Regions from separate parts of the Mus musculus genome. Here region 2 is linked to region 1. The links are chromatin contacts, called in public HiChIP or PLAC-seq maps. All regions are on one chromosome and are shown on one strand. Each heading gives the region's core, a stretch centred on a gene start, on an enhancer-like site or on the middle of the called end of the contact. The rest is flanking DNA. Distances are from core to core; before and after follow the strand shown. Region 1 has its middle 37 kb from the start of Prps1. Region 2 overlaps Tsc22d3 (TSC22 domain family, member 3).

Region 1 (5,101 bases), core at 2,099-4,598:
CTCAGAAGGACAAAGCAAACAGCTAATTGCTGTCCTAGCAGAACCTCGAGCTGAGCTTCCCTTAAACTTCAACTTGAATTTGGATCTGGGAGAGGTTACCAGTTTGGAAAATTTATCATTGCACAAAGCTCCCTTCTATGATCAAGAAGCAGAATCATGCAATTGTTCAAGAGCAGCCTGGGTTTATGAGACCCTGTCTCAAAAACCCAAAGAATGGTAAGGGGCATCTATCTGTTCAAAAACTGTCAAAGAGGGAAGGGAGAGATCCTCTAACTTAGTTTTGTTGTGGTGGTTGTTGTTTTTGTTTTTCAGAATCAAAAACCAAGGGCTAGAGCTGGAAAGATGGCTCAGCGGTTAAGAGCACCGACTGCTCTTCCAGAGGTCCTGAGTTCAATTCCCAGCAACCACATGGTGGCTCACAACCATCTGCAATGGGATCTGATGCCTTCTTCTGGTGTGTCTGAAGACAGCGACAGTGTACTCATATTCATTAAGTAAATAAATAAATAAATTTTTGTTTGTTTGTTTTTTTTTGTTTTTGTTTTGTTTTGTTTTTTTTTGAGACAGGGTTTCTCTGTATAGTCCTGGCTGTCCTAGAACTCACTCTGTAGACCAGGCTGGCCTCAAACTCAGAAATCCGCCTGCCTGTGCCTCCCGAGTGCTGGGATTAAAGGCGTGCGCCACCACCGCCCAGCTTGGATAGGTTCTTGTTGTGAAATTGGGGCTGACCCGGTACCTGTGCTCCTTCTGCTTCAGCCTTCTGAGAGCTGGCACACCATCCTGGGTATTAAATGCATATGGGTTAGGAATTTAAGAAAAAATATGTCATCTCATAAGCATCTGTGGAAGCTGGACCCAGCTTCACACTGCCTGCCTTGTCCACTGCTGGCCTAGCTGCGGGCTGCAGCCTTCATCCTCGGGTGGGTGTTAAATGGCCATAATCAGTTAGGTGCTAGAGGGATGGCTCAGCAGTTATGGGTACTTGCTGTTTCCAGAGGACCCGGGTTTAATTCCCAACAATCACATGGTAGCTCATATCATTCACAACTCTAGTTCCAGGGGATCTGACATCCTCTTCTGACTTCTGTGGGCACCAGGCTCACATGTGGTGCATAGACATGCATGTAAGCAAAACACTCATCTACATCCTTAAGCAAAATTTTAAAGTGATCCTAATGTAGAGTGAAGCCCCAGAGTCTGTTCTACAATGATGAAAGCAAGCACAAGTGCGCACAATGAATGTGGGAGTGAGTACAGGGGTAGGGAGGGAACAGTGACAAACATAATATTCCCATAAAAGCCTCGAAGGAGTAAAGGACAATTGAGATAAAATTTGGAGGGAAGACATCATAGCTAAGCAACTCAGAGGGGACTGTGAAGAAACCACCAAAAAGATATTGTGGGGTTAACTGAAGGGAACATAGATAATGGACGCAGTGAGTGAACAGGCAGGCAGTCATTTTATTATCCCAACCTCATCTCCCTTCATAAAGTATTTCAGATACCTTATAAGGACACACATGATATGGCATAAGTTAAAGGGCGGAAACCAGGAGGTGAACTCAGAGCACAGTCAAGCACCGGGCTCCAAATGCATACCGTGCTGCCGCAGAGGGTGGGCCCAAAAGTTGGTTTTAAGCTTTCTAGCAGCCAACAGGAAAGGGGAAACCTTGCTGTTACGCAGTTCACAATGTCCAGGAGATAAAAAACAAACCTAATTGCTCAGAAGGGCAACTGTTCTCAGTCCTAAGATCAGACAGGAATTCCTCCCAGGGGCCTCAGAGAGGATGCTGTGGGATACAATGAACAACATCCTTGACAACATCCTTCCAATAGCGGCAGCAACAAGTTTCAAAGGACCTGTTTTTCCATAAGAGCCCTTAGGATCAGCCGCTGGTCAGTATCCCAATAAAACCAGGCCGTTAGAAACCAAAAATAGCATGTGAAGGTACAGAACAGGGAATCTAGTGGTCACATGGGCGAGAAAAGACAGTTATATATAGGCACATGCACACATACGATGTCTCTGGAAGAATACATTGGCAATAGAGGTTGCCTGGACGGAGAGGAAGTAGAGAACTAAGGCCTGGGACAGGAGAGAGAGACTTCCTTTTCACCCTATACCAGCTCATACTGCCTGGATTTCAGTAAGCATGGTTTATCTTTTTGTCAACAAGAGCATTGATTAATCGTTAAAATAATAATGGCATTGAAGGGTCAGAGGGTCAGAGGCATTTTGTCCCTGGGCTGCAGGCAGGGTGAAGATGTTCAAATATTAGCTTTGATGTTCAAACAAGAAAAGGAAGTGAGATGGGCTGTCATGCACGCCTCTGTTTTCAATGCTTAGGACTCCAAAGCAGGATGAATGTGAATTCAAAACCAGTCTGAACTGTGTGTGTGTGTGGGGGGGAAGGAGACAGGAGAGAGGGAGAGGGAGAGAGAGAGTAGAGGGAGGGAGGGAGGGAGAGAGAGGGGGAAGGGAAGGAGAGAGAGGACTCAGTGTCCCAGTGGTGTGGCTTGAATCTGTGATTATCTGAGACCCCACACTCAGAAGGATAAGGTAGGCTGATCAAACGTTCTGAAAGAAGATCTTGACAGAGATGAGAGAGAGGAAATTGTGATCAGAATACAGCATATAAATTTTCAATTGAAAAAAAATGTTCCAGGATAGTCTGGGGCTACAATAAGAAGGAAGAAAAACAATCTTTATTGCGCAACACTGGGCATGAAGGGGCTTTTAATAACTGCTGCTTTATCTCATTTGCTCCACATAGTAACCCTGCTAGGGACATTTACCACAGCAATCTTCCTTGGAGAAGACACAGAAGTTGAGCTGCTTTTTTTGTTGCTGTTCTTCCCATCATTGATTTTTAGGGTAGATGAGCAAGAGGGAGCAAAACACACATCTGCACAGCATTTGAAAAAGCAGCCATGAAGGTGGAGGCACCCAGGGACTCCCTACTTGGTGTTACCTCCAGAGAAACTTCTTTCCATTTCTTCACCGGGGCTTGGAGTGGTGACAGATCACTAGAGTTCAGGCTCGGGATCAGAATTTACTCAAAATTAGGAGAACCCAGCAAAACCAGGAGGTCCAGTGTTAAATGCATTTCAGAAAATAAACAACCAAACAAACAGCAAAGATAATGTTGGTATGGGTGTTACCTGGCCTTGCTACTTAAAAGCTACCTCCATACAAGGCCTTTGTCTAAAACATGGTGCGGGTGGAAGAACAGATCCTCGTTTCCTGACCAGAGTGGAAATCTTGGTTTGTCATTCCATCCATGCTGGCCTGGATAAGTTGGGGCCATTTTTCTCTGTTCTGCTTGGCTGCAGTGAAGCAGTTGTGTTGCAAGTGTTCTATTTTGCCAGGGCGCCTCTTTCCTGATCCTCTGCCTGGAGAAGCTGGATTCTACTCGACATTCTTCTGTTGGCATATCTGAAAACCTGTCTAGCACCCAAGACAAGATAGAGGAAGCAAAAGGAGAACCCGAGGTGCCCACATAGTCCCTAGTTAGTCTTCCGTTTTCTTCCTGTCTTTAAGAACATTACATTTAAAAATGCATAATGTTCAGTGTAGTTATCGGTAAGCTCTGTATCTTTATTTTCCAAACCTAGCGACCCTACCCAGGATTCCTATTACTAGCTGAGGTAAGAACATTTTGGGGACTTTAGAAGAATTTTCAGCCACAAAGAGGGGAACAATAAGAACGTTCTGTACAGCCCATTGTCCCTCCTTTTTTTTTTTTTTTTTTTTCCTAAACGGAATTGAGCTGACCAGTCAATTTTCTTGCCCAAGTTCTGTTAAAGTTTTACTGAGCTTTCAGAACCTTGGCTAACTTCCCTTTTCATGTATTTGCCAGTGACATTGAGTTTGTGCTAATGAGGCCCTCTGCTGTCTGCAGAGAGTAGGGCACTGCCATAAATCCCGAAGAGGGAGCACTTTCTTCCGTAGTAGAACAAGTTCATGAATTATGTCCAATTATTAGAGTAGCTGATTCCCAAAGCCAGGAGATTTCTAGAGCCCTGATGCTACTTAATTTCACAACACTCTTTTCTTCTTCTCACAGATGTTTGTAGTGACACAGTTTGAAAATAAACATTATTTCAAACTGCATTTTAGACATTAAGTGACAAGCTCTCCCCTTAATATCCAAATTAGGATCTGAAGACCACCTTGGCGGTCTCAGTGAAACATGGCTGGGTACAGTAATCAATACTGTTGGCCAAAAAGAGGAGACCACTCAGAGAACGAAAGCTAGGAAGACATGTAGCCCTGCTTGCCTGAACCTTTCTGGGACATTTCTTTTCAGCAAACCAAGATGAAAGTTGAATGTTCAATTTCAAGAGCAATGCAGGCCCCAATCTATTCGGAAGGACATGCTTTTCCTATCAGGAGCCTATTCTGATCCACTAAAGCCTGAATAGGAGCTGGAGGAAGGCAAGGGTAGCTGACCCTATCAAAGCTCAGAGGACCTGATAAGGACGCCAAGATACACTCATTCTTCCATACAAGTTTCCGCCCATCTTCTGCCAACCTCTGGAACACAGTTACCATTGATGTCGATTCCCCATTGTTCCTGAGTGGAGAGGACGGAAGGGAACTAACACTTACTTGGGAAGAGGACTCTTATCAGGTCCTCCACACAATGTTTTATCATTTACAGCAGTCATAGTAAACAGTATGGAATGACAAAATCCTCCATGGACTCTAGCCTGCTTCCATACTAGGTGCTTCACCTTAGTTGCATTTAACCCTTACAACCTTTGAAAGGTCCTCTTTTCCCACCTTGGGTTTCCGATCTTGAACCTGGACTTGCATAGCTAATACTTTTACCTGCTGAACTATCCCATCCTGCTTGCCTGCCCGTGTCATGTTTTTAACATGTGTCTACTGGTGTTTAACATGTTTGTAATGTTTATTTGTCATTCTTATATCATTTCTTACTGATGTTTCTTAGTGGGAGCTCTTATCTAAGTCTTGAGTTTTAGCTGGCTTTTTCTGACAGTTTTAGTAAGGGAAGCAGGGGATGGGGTATCACTTTAGTATTGCCCTTTAGGGAGAGACGTATAGATTTCCCATTTAGCCTCCACTGACAGCCAC
Region 2 (5,215 bases), core at 2,097-4,596, 73 kb before region 1:
GTTTTCAGAGTTCCTGAGAATCGAAGATTTCTGTAGAAGATATGAAGATCCCATGTTGATCCCAGGCTAGGATCAGATTCATATCAAAAATCTGGAAAATTTGCATGGAAGCCCTGAGGAAGCCAGACTGTGGACCTGGGGATAAGTGCTGCCAGTAGACTATGAGTGGGAGTGAGCAGGGGCCAGGCAGCAGTATATACTCTGTTTCTCTGACGGACCTCGAAGCCAGCCCTTGCAGGCTGCCTTTTCATATTTGGGAACTGTGGAGAGGAAGGAAGAGAGGCCTCCATAAAGCCACAAAACTGGGGTTAGAGTGAGGGAGAATTCTGTTTGTGATCATTTCATGACACCAGAACTCCACTATTTCATAAAACTTTTGAGGGAAGCATTTGTAAATTGGACATAAACTAGTCAAGGAGAACAGTGATGTAGTGACACACAGAAAGGATTGTCATGTACAACAAATAAGCATAGCCTCCCAAACAAATACAGTCTTATTTACAACCACCTTCTTCTTATACATACACATGCACACACTTAAATACACATGCCAACAAGTATATACAGAGATGTCACTGCACACTCATCCCACACCCTGAACATGGTTCCATCACACTAATTTTCTGTGAAGATGTCAGTGACCTAGGCCACATCAACCACAAGTAGAGCTTCACTTTGGACAGTTGTTAGAAAGGAACAAGTTCCTTAGGATAATAGGGACATTTTCTAATACTTACAAAAAAAAGTCAGGAAGAAAGAAAAGAAAACAAAGAAAGGCTGAAGTCCTCCCACAGGCAGGCTCATGCTCTGGGTGTGCTTTCGCAGGCCAGAAACTACAGAACTGGGAGTACTGCCAAGTGCTTTATCAAAGGAAACAGCCTGCCCAACAGCTGGAGATGGTCTTCTGCCAGCTGTGTGTGCCTCTTGGTCTCCTTCTTTTCACTCTTCTCCTATCTTCATCTATCCATCTCCTGCAGCCTTGCACTTTGCATTGGTAAATGCCATATACAGATATCCTTGGAACAGAGAAATCTTCATGCTATAAGTAACTAAGCAGCTCACAACCCCAGCTAGTCTAGAAGAGGCTGTCTTGAGAGGGAATGTATTGCCCAGAAGCTGGTTTCTAGGAATAGAGCAACAGGTGTGCACTATGGGAGCTCTTTGCTACACCTGGAGTCCTGAGGAGACACAATCCAGTAGTTCCTCCTTAGCCTCCCTGTCAACCCACAGTGGGTGGTAGGTGCCTAGGGAGATTGTGTGTGCTGGCAGCAATAGGATATTTTCCAGCAACCTCAGCAACATTACCATCCATATTCATTAATTAGTTAGTTACTTGGATTCACTTCTCTGAGCTTTAGGCTTCCCAATGAGAGAAGAAACAACAACGCTGGGCAGAGGGAAAGCTTAGAGGAAAGGTGTTCTGAGGGTGGCAGGACTACTGCCAGACACTTAAGAAAAGAAGGATCAAGGCAGACCTCCTGAGACCTCACTTCTTTTTTGGGTCTACATCCACTTGAGATTTCTTGTTTGGCAGCTGAAATGGCCAGGACCAAAAGATATACATTGAGATGTATATGTGGAAACAACCTCATGATAATGAAATCCTCTGGGGCTGCTAAATTCAAAGACATTACTGATCTCTGAGTGCTGAAGGCATTGCCACAACTCTAAAGGAAGCCATAGAGGATTCATACTATTCTCTGCTCATACAACCTGTACCTCTTGCCTTAGTTGACCCTAAAAATGACTTGAGAAAAACCTGCACATGCCCCAAGAGCAGGAATCCTGTTCATCTCTCTATCACCAAGTGGTGGGCATATACTGACTGCTTAAGTAATCAATGACCTAAACACCAGAGATACTCACTTTAAGGATTTAAATCAGTGGGAATCAGTAAACTTGGTATGTATTTATTGTTCAAAGTCACCACGTTGGACTTCTTTGTCCTTCAGCCAAATTTCACTGAGTACTAATGAGCAAAAAATGTGAATGGTCTTGGAGCTGGCATCTCAGAGGTATTGTTCTGCCCATCATCCCTGTCCCACTTAACATTATGGTTCTACCCTGGCCAAGATCTCGAATCTTCCTTCCCAGTCTTCCCTTTCACCTTCCCTGAAGCTTCTACAAAGGAGAGCACTCTTCCTCTTAATCACAAGTGGCTCTGAAGCATAATGAGCATACACTTTGTTTGGAACCAGACCTGAATCCTTAGTCAGTCACTTCCTAAACCTGATACAACTTTTAGTTATTCACTCTCTGAGCATCAGCTTCTCTCTGTGTGAATTGAAATGGTACAGATAATATTAACCATAAGACTTTGGGAGGTCTAATTGTGATTACATATGTATTATACATAAAGTGCTTTGGACATTATTCAGTACAAAGCAGATACTCAATGATCACTAGCTGATGATTTTTATTACTATTCCTCTGTATTTGTGTGGTAGTGGAGGGAGTTGGTCCCACACAGATGGGGTGATAGAGCTGACTTTATGAAAAACCAGACACCCTGACTAGAACACTTTGAAGACCTTTCAAGTAATTGCATTTGTCAAACCCTGGCAACTACAATCTTGAATGGAACAAGGAGCAATAAAGTAGAGCCTAACTCTCAGTTCAGTGCCTGCCCGATCATGTCTGTCCCAAGTAATTTCTCCTTTGCGACATAGACTACACTGGCTCCTAAGTTAGGGGCCAAATGTTTTCTGGAAAGTTCACCATAACATCTCTAACCTGACTTGCTTACTTCCCTCATTTCGGGTCTCATCTGTTTCAAGTTTCCTTCCTGCCCTATGTGCTAATAATACACATTCCTTGCCACATATTTCCCAGTGTGTGCTCAAGTTTAAGTACATCTTAAAGTACCAGGAATATGACTCAAAAGGAGTACTACTTCTATCACTGTCTGTTTATGAGAGAATGTGAGTGTGTGCCTACAGCCTTGGAATGCCAGTTCCTCTACATAGTAAACTTTGTGACCACAAAAGTTTCTTGTTCCTAACCCAACTACAGATTGTTTAACCTGCCATTAGCAGGGAACCTCTGGAAATAAGGAGGCCTACATGGAATTGATTTTGTCTTTACAAATGGAGGTTTGAGGGACTTGATTCCTCTAGATCCCTCAAAGAGTACTTCTAATGGTTGGCACCACCAGCATTCAGCTGTGAGGAGCAAATGGCAAGAGGGAAGAGATTTCAGGTCTGCCTTGGCTACCACTGATTTCTTATTTCCTCTCCTTTTCTAGTTTGAGAGCATTTGTTGCTGTCTGAAGGACTGGGCAGTGCCAACACCACAATAAACAGCTTGTCCAGTACACACAAGCTCTTTGGACCCTGAAATGTCAGCTGGCCAACTGGCGCACAGCTAGACCCTGCTGCGTGCTGTTTGCATCCGGCCCCAACAATGCCACTCAGCACTTGTAGAGCCATGTGTCATAGCAACAAGGCTGGGAGTAGGTTACCCACAGGGACCTGGCCATAGCTCTGAGAAGCCAAGCTCAGAGACCATACTTAGGGCCTCAGATAAAAATGACTGCCTTAAAGATCCAGATCTGCTCATCTTAGACCAGCTGTATGGCTGGTCCTTCTCCATCCTGTCTCAGACTTGGCTCTTTGGATAGCAGACAGACAGACTCCCTATGCCCCATATGGCTGGGCTGCTGACTGGTGTTGAACAGAAATGTCTCACCCAGTGAAAGCTTGTGGAGTGTGGGATATGTGCCTCCAGGGTGGTGCAGACTGAGCATAAAGGGCAAGAGAGGAAAGAAAGCGGCAATGGGGTCTGGTGGCAACAGTGCTAGGCCAGGATCCAGGAAGCCTGGGCTGTGCTCCCAGCCTCTGCCACCAACTCCCTTGGTGTCCTTGAGCAAGATCACCCAGAGGGCAGGGTTGGGAGAATAGGCACAGGGCCAAAGCCTTGCCTAGGAGATGAGCTGCAAAACCTTGTTCATACAGCTGAGAAGTGGAGGTTAGGTGTTTAATCAGGAAGTTTTATCCAGCTACCTCATTGCCATTAAGTAACCTGGATGCATTTTGACAGTTAACACAACCAAGCTTGAAGGTCCAGAAGACATATCAGAAAAGATGGGTAAATTCTTTAATTTTCTTTGGAAGTCAACAGGCAGAGATCTGTGCTGTCAGAATGGCAGAGAGTACAGTTGTTCCTTATCCATGCAACTCGTTGATACTGTCTTAACTTCTGCACCTCACAACCACACAGGACATCTTCTCTGGGACAGTAAACTTGTACCTGGTTCTGGGAGTTTATATACAAGGAACATCTCCTACCTCATTTCAGGTACCTCTGTCCCAAAACTCAGGTACCCACAGCATGGCACATATTCAGTCCCAGGACCTATTTGACATCTCATCTCTTTGAGTTTCCTTTCAAGCAGGAGATCTGCTATTTATCAAGTCCTGTGGGTATTCCATGGAAATGAGCTCATGGGGTGCTCTAGTATTAAACTGCACAAAATACAGTTGATAGAATTATACCAGTATCTGCTGACACTCAGTAGATATTCAACATGTATTGTCAAGTGAATGCAGTCTAGAATAAATTTGTAATACTCTTGTATAGAAAGGTTGTATCTACTACTACACATTCCAGGAAGACAGACTTCTTTCCATGGCAGAACCAGTTCAGGGGGGGTGAGGACATGAAAAAAAAAAACCCTGCCAGAAAATAGTATGGAGTGACCCACCTTCTATGTATATATAGAGAAAGTGGGTATAACTATGGTGTGGTGGGGAGGATGTCTGGGCAAAGGACTCACTGCAGTCTGAGAGCCTGTGACACTTTGAATCATAGGAAGGCCACTATGGTAGTGTCTGATTGGCTTTTGGGATCTCTTAGGGAATTGAAGTTCCAGTATGACAAAGCTATGTCAAAGCTGAGATTTTAGCATCTTGTCTGGTGCTTTGGGCAACTCATTATTATTTCCAAGTAGATGCCAGTTGTCAGGAAGTACCTTGGAGTTGGGAAACAGTTCCTGGGGGAATCAGAAAGGTTTAGGTCAGGGTCCTCACCAATTACTGATAATAAACAACATAGTCCTGGTCTTCATTGTTACAGGAATTTAGAGCTGTGTTTTGGTATTTGAAGCTTCTTACAACAGATTTAAATGCTGTCTGTACCTCCACAAAGTGATGGGTAAGAGTGACCCAGAGGGCTGGTGAGATGGCTCAGTGGATAAGAGCACCCGACTGCTCTTTCG

What was found. HiChIP or PLAC-seq counts read pairs in DNA pulled down with a chosen protein or histone mark.
Region 2: an H3K27ac HiChIP or PLAC-seq map of hepatocytes shows a contact between it and region 1, with 4 times the contacts expected there. The contact joins two enhancer-like sites. A contact is called at or near these places in 1 of 15 datasets of contacts at CTCF or cohesin (large pre-B cells), 23 of 484 Hi-C or Micro-C datasets (the AML12 cell line, B cells, the Ba/F3 cell line and 15 more), 6 of 115 datasets of contacts at active chromatin or transcription factors (the HPC-7 cell line, bone marrow-derived dendritic cells, embryonic stem cells and 3 more) and 4 of 9 other capture datasets (adipose tissue, embryonic stem cells, liver and 1 more).

Annotation. Positions count from the first base shown.
Region 1 is chrX:140,490,813-140,495,913 of GRCm38.p6, reverse strand. No RefSeq gene overlaps it. Among named protein-coding and RNA genes, the nearest start is that of Prps1, 37 kb to the right of the region's middle. Within about 2 kb of position 3,348, at least 19 of the 459 cell types and tissues checked have an H3K27ac peak or open chromatin away from gene starts, as enhancers often do. A contact at or near this core is called in hepatocytes and liver, where this site is marked.
Region 2 is chrX:140,563,577-140,568,791 of GRCm38.p6, reverse strand. The region is part of intron 2 of Tsc22d3 (TSC22 domain family, member 3); the gene reads left to right. Among named protein-coding and RNA genes, the nearest start is that of Gm39538, 32 kb to the right of the region's middle. Within about 2 kb of position 3,346, at least 20 of the 459 cell types and tissues checked have an H3K27ac peak or open chromatin away from gene starts, as enhancers often do. A contact at or near this core is called in hepatocytes and liver, where this site is marked.